Regions from separate parts of the Mus musculus genome. Here regions 1 and 2 are each linked to region 3. The links are chromatin contacts, called in public HiChIP or PLAC-seq and promoter capture Hi-C maps. All regions are on one chromosome and are shown on one strand. Each heading gives the region's core, a stretch centred on a gene start, on an enhancer-like site or on the middle of the called end of the contact. The rest is flanking DNA. Distances are from core to core; before and after follow the strand shown.

The links. Promoter capture Hi-C pulls out the DNA fragments that hold promoters and counts their contacts. HiChIP or PLAC-seq counts read pairs in DNA pulled down with a chosen protein or histone mark.
Region 1: an H3K4me3 HiChIP or PLAC-seq map of embryonic stem cells shows a contact between it and region 3, with 26 read pairs. The contact joins the enhancer-like site here to the promoter of Cpn1 in region 3. A contact is called at or near these places in 6 of 39 promoter capture datasets (the 3T3-L1 cell line, the C10 cell line, hippocampal neurons and 2 more), 1 of 484 Hi-C or Micro-C datasets (bone marrow-derived macrophages), 3 of 115 datasets of contacts at active chromatin or transcription factors (craniofacial prominence, embryonic stem cells and pancreatic cancer cells) and 3 of 9 other capture datasets (adipose tissue, liver and pancreatic islet).
Region 2: a contact with region 3 is called in a promoter capture Hi-C map of liver. The contact joins the enhancer-like site here to the promoter of Cpn1 in region 3. A contact is called at or near these places in 4 of 39 promoter capture datasets (hippocampal neurons, liver and stem cell-derived epiblast-like cells), 2 of 484 Hi-C or Micro-C datasets (embryonic stem cells and liver), 2 of 115 datasets of contacts at active chromatin or transcription factors (bone marrow-derived macrophages and embryonic stem cells) and 4 of 9 other capture datasets (adipose tissue, embryonic stem cells, liver and 1 more).

Annotation. Positions count from the first base shown.
Region 1 is chr19:43,850,610-43,853,462 of GRCm38.p6, reverse strand. It overlaps Dnmbp (dynamin binding protein), which reads left to right. Exons shown (of 16, transcript NM_028029.4): 14 at 1,041-1,239. Among named protein-coding and RNA genes, the nearest start is that of Gm24400, 5.3 kb to the left of the region's middle. Within about 2 kb of position 1,287, at least 40 of the 459 cell types and tissues checked have an H3K27ac peak or open chromatin away from gene starts, as enhancers often do. A contact at or near this core is called in bone marrow-derived macrophages and embryonic stem cells, where this site is marked.
Region 2 is chr19:44,127,399-44,130,257 of GRCm38.p6, reverse strand. Cwf19l1 (CWF19-like 1, cell cycle control (S. pombe)) reads left to right here. Exons shown (of 14, transcript NM_001081077.1): 5 at 846-1,060; 6 at 2,774-2,859. Among named protein-coding and RNA genes, the nearest start is that of Gm52383, 6.9 kb to the right of the region's middle. Within about 2 kb of position 1,572, at least 7 of the 459 cell types and tissues checked have an H3K27ac peak or open chromatin away from gene starts, as enhancers often do. A contact at or near this core is called in liver, where this site is marked.
Region 3 is chr19:43,984,639-43,987,825 of GRCm38.p6, reverse strand. It overlaps Cpn1 (carboxypeptidase N, polypeptide 1), which reads left to right and starts at 1,306. Exons shown (of 9, transcript NM_030703.2): 1 at 1,306-1,760. The coding sequence starts at 1,538.

The DNA of each region.
Region 1 (2,853 bases), core at 38-2,537, 130 kb after region 3:
AGAATTGGATTTACTATTGCCTTTAGTTTTTCATTTTAAAGATTTTTATTTTAGATTATATGTGTAGGTACCTGTGGAATCCAGAAGAGGGCGTTGGATGCTCTGGGGCTCCAGACACTGATGGTCGTGAGGTGTCTAAAATGGGTTCTCTGGTCCTCTGCAAGAGCAGAGAGCATCCTTGACCCCTGAACCATCTCTCCAGCTCCTCCCTTTAATTTAACTCTCATTATTTAGGTCTATATAACAATAATATAAGACCTAGTGATATGCTTGGTATTTAGAATTTTTTGTTTTCATTTTAAATTTTATTTTAGGGGCTGGAGAGATGGCTCTCCAGAGGTTAAGAGCCCTGACTGCTCTTCCAGAGGTCCTGAGTTCAAATCCCAGAAACCACAGGGTGGCTCACAACCATCTGTAATGGGATCTGGTGCCCTCTTCTGGCCTGCAGGCATACGTGCAGGCAGACCACTATAACATAATATATAAATAATCTTGTTTTAAAATGTTTTTGGGTCAGGCGTGGTGGCACACGCTTTTAATCCCAGCACTTGGGAGGCAGAGGCAGGCGGATTTCTGAGTTTGAGGCCAGCCTGGTCTACAAAGTGAGTTCCAGGACAGCCAGGGCTATACAGAGAAACCGTGTCTCGAAAAACCAAAAAAAAAAAAAAAAGTTTTTAGGTTTTTGTTTTTTGGTTTTTTGGGTTTTTTTTTTTTGGTACTAGCAATTGAACCCAAGGCCTTACACATGTAAAAAATATGCTCTGCCTCTGGGCTACAGCACCTCCCCAGCCTCAGAACTTTGGTTGTATTTTAATCCTATTTTTGTTTTGTTGTTCTTGTTGTTGCATAAAGTAAGGGTGTTAGCTTGCCTCAGAGCCATTAAAACATTGCAGTGTGCTTTTTACCTAACACAGCCAGACTCGATTATAAAAATGTGGCTCAGGGTTGGTGCCTCCCTCCTGCCGTGGCAGGCTGAGATTAACCATAGCTGCCAGGGTGCCAGCGTGAGTTTTCTCATTGGCCCTGTTCTACCTTTTCAGCCAAGCTACATGCTGCAGTCGGAAGAGCTGCGGAGCTCCCTGCTGGCGAGGTACCCGCCGGAAAAGCTCTTCCACGTCCAGCGGAACTTCAACGCTGCGCAGGACTTGGATGTCTCCCTTTTGGAAGGCGACCTGGTGGGCGTGATCAAAAAGAAAGACCCCATGGGCAGCCAGAACCGCTGGCTCGTGGACAACGGAGGTGAGCCTTTGACTAGGGGGAAGTAACTATAGAGTTGACCTGATTTCTACAGTGGGCGGAGCCCGGGTTGAGCCGGAAGCTGCCTGCTAAAGATTACTGTTGTTTTGATGACTTTCAGAGACAGTTGCTTTAATTATTTATCCTGAAGATGTCGCTGTGTTTGCCTTCTGTGTGTAAACTGTAAAGTGTATGTGATATAAAGCCTGTGGTTTTGTCAGCTTCCCCTGCAGCAGTGTCCATGGCTGTTCAGAGAGTGACTCAAAATCAAACAGCTCGTAGCTTTCTTTTTTTGAAGGAGGATTCTGGACTTCAGTGTAACCCATTTCCCCAGAATTCTAAAATGCAGCAAGCTGAGAAGAACAGGGCTTTTTCAGAACCTTCTTATCAAAACCTGAACTGAGTAACAAGAAAGAATTTGTAATCATAACTTGCCTTATGAAATGAATGCGTATTTGACATATACATATCCTCAAATCAAAAAAGTATGAGTTCCAAAGACCGTGATGGCCCAAGTATTCTGGGGACCTAGGCCAATTTTAGCATTTGCTCTTTAAACGCATCTTTATGAGGTGGCTCCGTTGATCATGTTTTACCAGGTTGCAGTTAGAATTCAGACCCAGAATCCATGTAAAAGATCAGAGGATGTACCTCTTATTGCATCCAAAGACAGCCTCTCATGACGGGGACCCAGGAGGGTCCCTGACTCTAGAAAGCTAGAATCCTTCATGAGCAGGGTCCTGGGACCAAAACAAAGACAAAGTTGGATGAGACTAAAATAATCCCAGCATTTAATGAAAAGGAGGAGTCAGGTCCTGCGGCTTCTCTTTCTTAAGACAAGAAACACTGTGTGTTTGAAATGTGCGGTCAAGAGCCCTCTGTCACCATCAGGCAATTTGTTGAAGCGAGCACGTGCTGGACACGGCTGTGTGCTTGTGCCAGTGTGCCCTGACCCTGAGACGGTTCTGACGTGTGGAGGGGGGAATGAATGCAGGTGGCCTTTCTGAGGGGCTCTGCACAGGGACGGCCTTGCAGTCCACCTTTGCCAGACATGGTGTATTTGAACTTAAGCCCACCGGAGTCTTCTCTCAGTTTAGTGATGCTCTGGAGATTCTGCCACATTGTCTTCTGTGCCACTGCCAAATTCAGCAAGGCTAGCCTTGAACTTGCAATAATCCTAGTCTCCTGCGTGCTGACGTTACACCACTAACTGCATGGTTTTTTATTTTGTCTGTTTTGGTTTTTTTTTTTTTTTTTTTTTTTTTTTTTGGTTTTTTGAGATAGGGTTTCTCTGTGTAGCCCTGGCTGTCCTGGAACTCACTCTGTAGACCAGGCTGGCCTTGAACTCAGTACTCAGTGCTGAGATTAAAGGCGTGCGCCACCACTACCCAGCTGATTCTGTCTTCTCACTGGCCTGTCAATTGTCCACAGACACCTTGTCGTTTTAGGGTTGTGTAAGAATGACCTAGAAGGTAGCCATAGGTACGGGCACAGGTATGGGCATCTTCTGGTGTTAGATGCTGCAAGCTGTGGACCACTAAGCATTTGATTTTGTCACTCTTGACCTAGGCTTTTTTGAGTTTGTTTGTTTTGTTTTTGAGTATGGTGATTTAGCTA
Region 2 (2,859 bases), core at 323-2,822, 140 kb before region 3:
ATTTTCTGTATAAGGGTCTATTGGTACACATGTGTGTAACAAATGTGTTCCTGGCACTCTTGGAGATCGCCTGGAACTGGAATTGCAGACTTTTGTGAGCTGCCATGTTGGTTCTGCACCCAGATCCTCTGAAGGAGCAGCCAGTGCTCTCTCTTAATGCCTGGGCCTTCTCTCTGTCCTCTGCCTATTTATTTTTAGCTACAGTTGTGAGACAGACATTTTGAAATCTGAACATGGGTCCGGCTTGTCACAATCCTCAGTGTGTATTTTCAGTGTGTGTTAAGAACACTACTGTATTTGTCAGCCATTTTATTTGGTGAATTCCACTCAGTTCCTTCTTTCAGGCAGTGGTCCTGTTGGACCTGTGATGGCCTGAGGCACTGCAGCTGAATAGAATTTGATTGTTCTTTCTAGAGTAGATCGACTACTATAGATCCTGGGGAGTTGGTAACATCTACAACCATGAAAAATAAAGCTGAGAAGAGAATCAAGCTGTCAAGGGGGTAGAGTGAGGGGAAGCCAGGAGGTGACAGTACTGTGGTGACAGGCTGGCATGGGTGGGGAGCGGGGGAAACAGGCACTCTAGGGCGTAGACACCAGGTTCATAGAATCTGAGTGCAGGGTAAGAGGCCACTGCACTCCGGTCAGTGACCAGCAGCCACCACAGAAGAGCTCTTCAAACTTAGGGAACATGGCAGCCAGAGTGTAGCTTACTCTGAGTAAGTCACACTTACTCAGATGAGTGGAAAGGCAGAGAGCCAGGAGATGGAGCCTTGGGAAGGAGGAAGTGCCACATTTCCTCCTGCAGCTTTGTCTAAAACTCATTCATTTTTCTTTGAATCCAGGTCGGAAAGGTGTCTTCACTGGAAGCTCGGGGCTACAGATTGTATACCTCAGTGGGACCGAGTCCTTAGATGAACCAGTCCCAGCCCACAGCTTTAGTCCCAAGGATGTGTCTTCTCTGAGAACAATGCTGTGCTCGGCTTCCCAGTTTAAAGGTGTTGATATCTTACTCACGTCCCCGTGGCCCAAGTACGTGGGGAGCTTTGGGAATTCCTCTGTGAGTAGTGCTTGTTCAGTTGCAATTTTAAAGCAAATTATACTGGCTTAAGTTGGGGTTTAAAGTTTTTCTCTCTATTTTGAATATGTTAACTCTTAGTACCTTTTACTAGAAACATTTTGTGAAAAAAATTCAAGATTCTGTAATGTACATCTACTGACAAAAACAGTTGATCTCATAAAAATATAATTTGCAGATAAGATTGTGGAATCTTAATTATAAGCAAATGGTTCCTGGAATTACGTTCTCTACCAGTATTCTCCCTTAGCCTTCTTTGTATATTTTGTAAGTTTATTAATTCCCAGTGGAGAGATCTATAGCTATTGGCATCCCTCCAGTTGCATTATTTCCCCTTCCGTTCCAGAATATTGGGTTTGGCTATCACAGTATATTTCAAAATCAGGTCATTGTGAAATTGAGTCCAATAGTGTAAATATTTACAGATAGGGAACAAGGTGCTGAGCCTGAATTTCTGTTATGGACACAAATCTGGAATGCCCTGGAGGCCACCCCTGTATTTTTATTAATAGTCCTGAGAAGGGGCAGTTACTGTAAACTATGACATAACAATGCCTAAGAAGACCTTGGGAAGGTTGTGTAAGGGTAGAAAGCATCAGCTGAGCCTCAGTGGAGGGGAATGTAAGACTGAATCTGGGAATAAACCCTCACAACTGGATCCCGAATTCAGTGCTGTCCCAGAGCGACCTGTGTGTAGACCCGTCCTCCCTGACTCAGCACTAAGTGTCTGTGATCATAAAAGTCAGCAGGATGCCAGTGTCATCAGGGAGAGTGTTTGACAACCAAGAGCCTAGTTTCCTTACCAGCTGTGGTTCCTTCCCTTCTAGAAAGGGTGCCCCTCATTCTGGGAGAGCAAAAGCCAGCATAGGGCAGTAGGGGGGGAGACTTTGGTCAGAGTTTGTAAACAGCCATATAAGATTTTTATGAGGAAGAAAGCAATATACTTGGCTATCTTTGTGATACTACAACCAAGTTCAAGGTCAGTCACCTTTCTTTAGCAAACATAAGGTGAGAGCTAGGAGTATTCTGTGAGCAAATCTACCATGACAATATTTTACTTGCAAGCTTCTGTTTGTTTTGTTTTGTTTGAGGCAGGGTCTCTATATAGCCCTGGCTGTCCTGGAACTTGCCATATAGACCAGGATGTCCTTGAATTTATAAAGATCTGCCTGCGTCGGCCTCCAGCCTCCCGGGTGCTGGGTTAAAGCACCGGTAAGCTCTCCAGCATCGGTGTGGCTGTGCCATTTCCTTGTCTGAACAGCAGGACAGCTTGTGTGGTTCTGAGGCCCTTGACTGTTCGCTGGAGCCTGGGTGCTCTAAGTGTTAGTGTTTACTTTCTGCATTGACCACAGCTTACTCTGTGTGATACACGTGCACTATAAATCGTATTATGCAGATGTAGTTTGTAGTTTGTAGTTTATAGAGACCTCTTTTCAAAAGAAGTCTTAAAGTTTGTTTTAGAGGTTACTATGAAGGGATTGCCTTACCTTGTACCCTCTGGTTTCCAACAGTTGTGTCATTTCTGTAATTATAATATTCCAGTGTTCTTACATGTTTGATTGCCTAGGTATGCAGTTCACTGCAAATTCACATCTGTGTGTAAATTTGAAAGATATATCAAAACGTGTTTTTTGTTTCTTTACATTTCTTTATAATTCCTGAATCTGTGTCAATAACCAAGTTCCCATTTACTAGGGAGAAGTAGACACCAAAAACTGTGGCTCAGCTTTGATCTCCAGCCTCGCCGTGAGCTTGAAACCGAGGTATCATTTTGCTGCTTT
Region 3 (3,187 bases), core at 57-2,556:
CAGGACATGCCTATGGTGAACAGAGCCACAAACTTAGATATAAAGGTTTCACTGAGCTGTGCTGAAACTCTTTGGGAATACATCTAAGAGTGTGATATCTGGGTCATATGGCAGTCCTATTTTTAATTAAAACAGCAACAACACGTCCTTGCGTCCATAAAGGCTGGGGATTAATTTACATTTCTCTGTGTCATCACCAGCATTTGCTGACGTTAGTCATTCTGGCTGGTGTGAGACTGACTTCCAATCTTGTTTTCATTTGTATTTTCCTGACTATTAAAGATGTTATCCATCTGGATTTAAAAGGCAGCGATTCGGCTCCTTTACTCGTTGGTTGGATTGTTTGATCTTTTGCTTTGTTTTGCTGTTGCTGTTGTTTAAATGCAATGGGTACAGGTATTTTGGGCCCATGCTTGCCTGTTTATCGTGTGTGTGATTGGTGCCTGTGGAGGCCAGAGGGGGCTGTCAGGTCCCCTGGAACTGGAGTTACAGGCAGTTGTGAAGCTGCCATGTGAGTGTAGAACTGGGTCCTCTGGAAAGCAGCCTTTGCTTTTAAACTGCGAAACCGTCTCTCTAGCTCCTATTTAGTTTTGTTTGTTTGTTTGTTTGTTTGTTTGTTTGTGTTTTGAGACAAGGTATAATCAGTTAGCCCTGGCTGGCCTGGAAGACCAGGCTGGCTTCAAACTTACAACAATCCTCCAGCCTCTTTGTGCTAGAATTATAATTGGGTGCCAGTGCATTCCACCTGGGATTTAATTTTTCGAGCTCTTTAAATTCTGGGTACTAATTCTCTATTGGATCCATACCTGGCAGGCATTTTCTCCTGCTCTGTAGGCTCTGCTCTGCAGAAACTAAAACATTTCTACAGTCACAACTGCAGAATCTCATTCTAATTTCCTGAGCTAGCGGAGTGCTACTCAGAAACCCATTTTCTTATGCCGGTGCTGAAATAGGATCATCTTCCTACCATTTGTTACAAAGTATTTATCATTGACAGATACATTATCAACTATGAGATTTCTAATTGTTTGCTCCGAGCAGGTGCCTCATTTCCTCAATTTGTTTGCTTTACCATTAAGATCTTTGAGCCAGGAAGACAAGACAGAGTCGTGCTTCAGAACGAGGTGGGGACGGGTTAAAGGGAGCGGGGCAGATCCTTTGTAAGTTGTAACTAGCACATGCCAACTCTCTTAAAAGCCCCTGGGAATCAAAGGGTTAGAAGCAGCTGTTTCTTGAGGCCTGTTTACCGTCCAGTTAATCAGTAAGCCAGAATCAATGAGCCTCTCAAAGTGGGGATGCGCCGAATCCTTCCAAAAGGGCTTCCAGATTTAGGAGGAGGAAGAGAAATGAGCCCGGAGGGTATTGTGGCTATCCTGGGGCCACAGGAATAATTCCCAGCATAGCAGAGGCGGGTCCCCAGTCTCCTGCAGGTGCGGCGAGTGCAAGGCTGGTTACTCTGTGCTCTGGATCCAGACTGGCAAAGGATTGCTTAGAGAGCGGGAGGGCACATTTCAGAGCCCCTTAGAAGCTCCGCGAGATGCCAGACCTGCCCTCAGCCTTCCTGCCCCTCCTCCTCCTCTCCAAGTTTGTTACCCCGGTGACCTTTCGTCACCACCGCTACGACGACCTCGTGCGGACGCTGTACAAGGTGCACAACCAATGCCCGGACATCACGCGGCTCTACAACATCGGGCGCAGTGTGAAGGGGAGGTACCTCTACGTGCTGGAGTTTAGCGACTACCCTGGGATCCATGAACCCTGTAAGTCTTGAGTGTTTTGGGGGCGTGTTGGGCAAAGAACTCCCTTCCTCTACAAATCCAGATAGAGTGTTCACTGCCCCAGTGGAGAACTCCATGTACAATGTATTTACCTCTTCCTCCACCCAAGAAGAAGGCAGGTGGCCCCACTTGGTTCTCAAGCTCCCCTAGGCCCCGGGGAGCTGCGACCCCAGTTCAGGCTCCAACACATTCCTCTTTTCTGAGTTCTGTTTGCTCAGAACTCCATGGGTAAAGCCCGTCTTCCTCCTGTTCCCGGCCCCCTCTCCTCCTCCCCCCCCCGCCCCCCCCCCATCTTTTTCTCTCACTCCCTCTACCAAGACCCAAAGACTTGGGATCAGGGCAGAAATGGTTGTCCTCCTAGTTCTCCTGGGAGATCAGGTGCGTCCTTTCCAGGAACCATATTGATCCAGCATGATGTGCTAGAGAGATTTTGGGGGTTGGGATATTAGCTTGCTGCTTTATTGTTAGTCTGCTTCTGTTATCAAAGCAATCTGTGTTTGCTTCAAAAATTAGTTCATGACCAGCCTGGAAACATTTAAAAAAGAAAACAAACAAACAAAAAAAGCCAAAAGCAACTCACCAGCTGAAACAAACAAACAAACAAACTAGAAACCAGAAGAGGCAAAACTAAGAAAACGAAGAGGGACCCCAGCACTCACTGATACCTAGTATTTACATAGACTGGCATCTCTCTTCTCAGACACATGATGCAATCCTACATCTCAAATACAAAATGGGAAAATGTCCCCCGCTTTTCTCAGTTCTTCATCTGTGTCGTCAACACAGCTTGACGGCACCATTCTTGGTTGTGTAGTGTGCTAGTCCCTTGTTTTCGTTAGCTGTTTACATTTCGATGAACACTGACACTCTTGTTGTTTTGTTTACAATGGTGACATCTCAGTTAAGTCACATGACTTATTTCAGAGGGTCAACAGCAAATCTCTTTCCCTCCCGTATCCCAACTCCACTCCATTTCCCATTATACTCCGCCTTAAATCAATGCACGGAAGCTCCCATGCTAAAGTTGCCACTGTCTAAACCCACCTAGTCCCAACTTGCCCAGGAGAGGCCAAAATCATTTCTCTCGCTACTAATATGGTCTTCTTGCTCTCTTGCTTTAAAGGTCCAATGGGGATTGACCATGAGAGCTTCCAAATTTTATAGAGAAGGCTCAAGAAGAGCCCTGTAGTTCCCCTGGGGTTAGATAGAGCCTTGCACCGCAAGTACCTGCTTTTTTTTCAGCTTGCATGCGCTCTGTGGAAGCTTAAGGCTGTTGATGGACTTTGTGAGGTTAGACTCTTTAGTCCACACCTCTTCTTGGTGCCCCTGTATACTTCCAGCACTCAGGGTCTTCCTTGAGGCTGTGGCAGACAGGGCAGGCTCTCAGACCCCTCCTTTCCCCTGAGTTA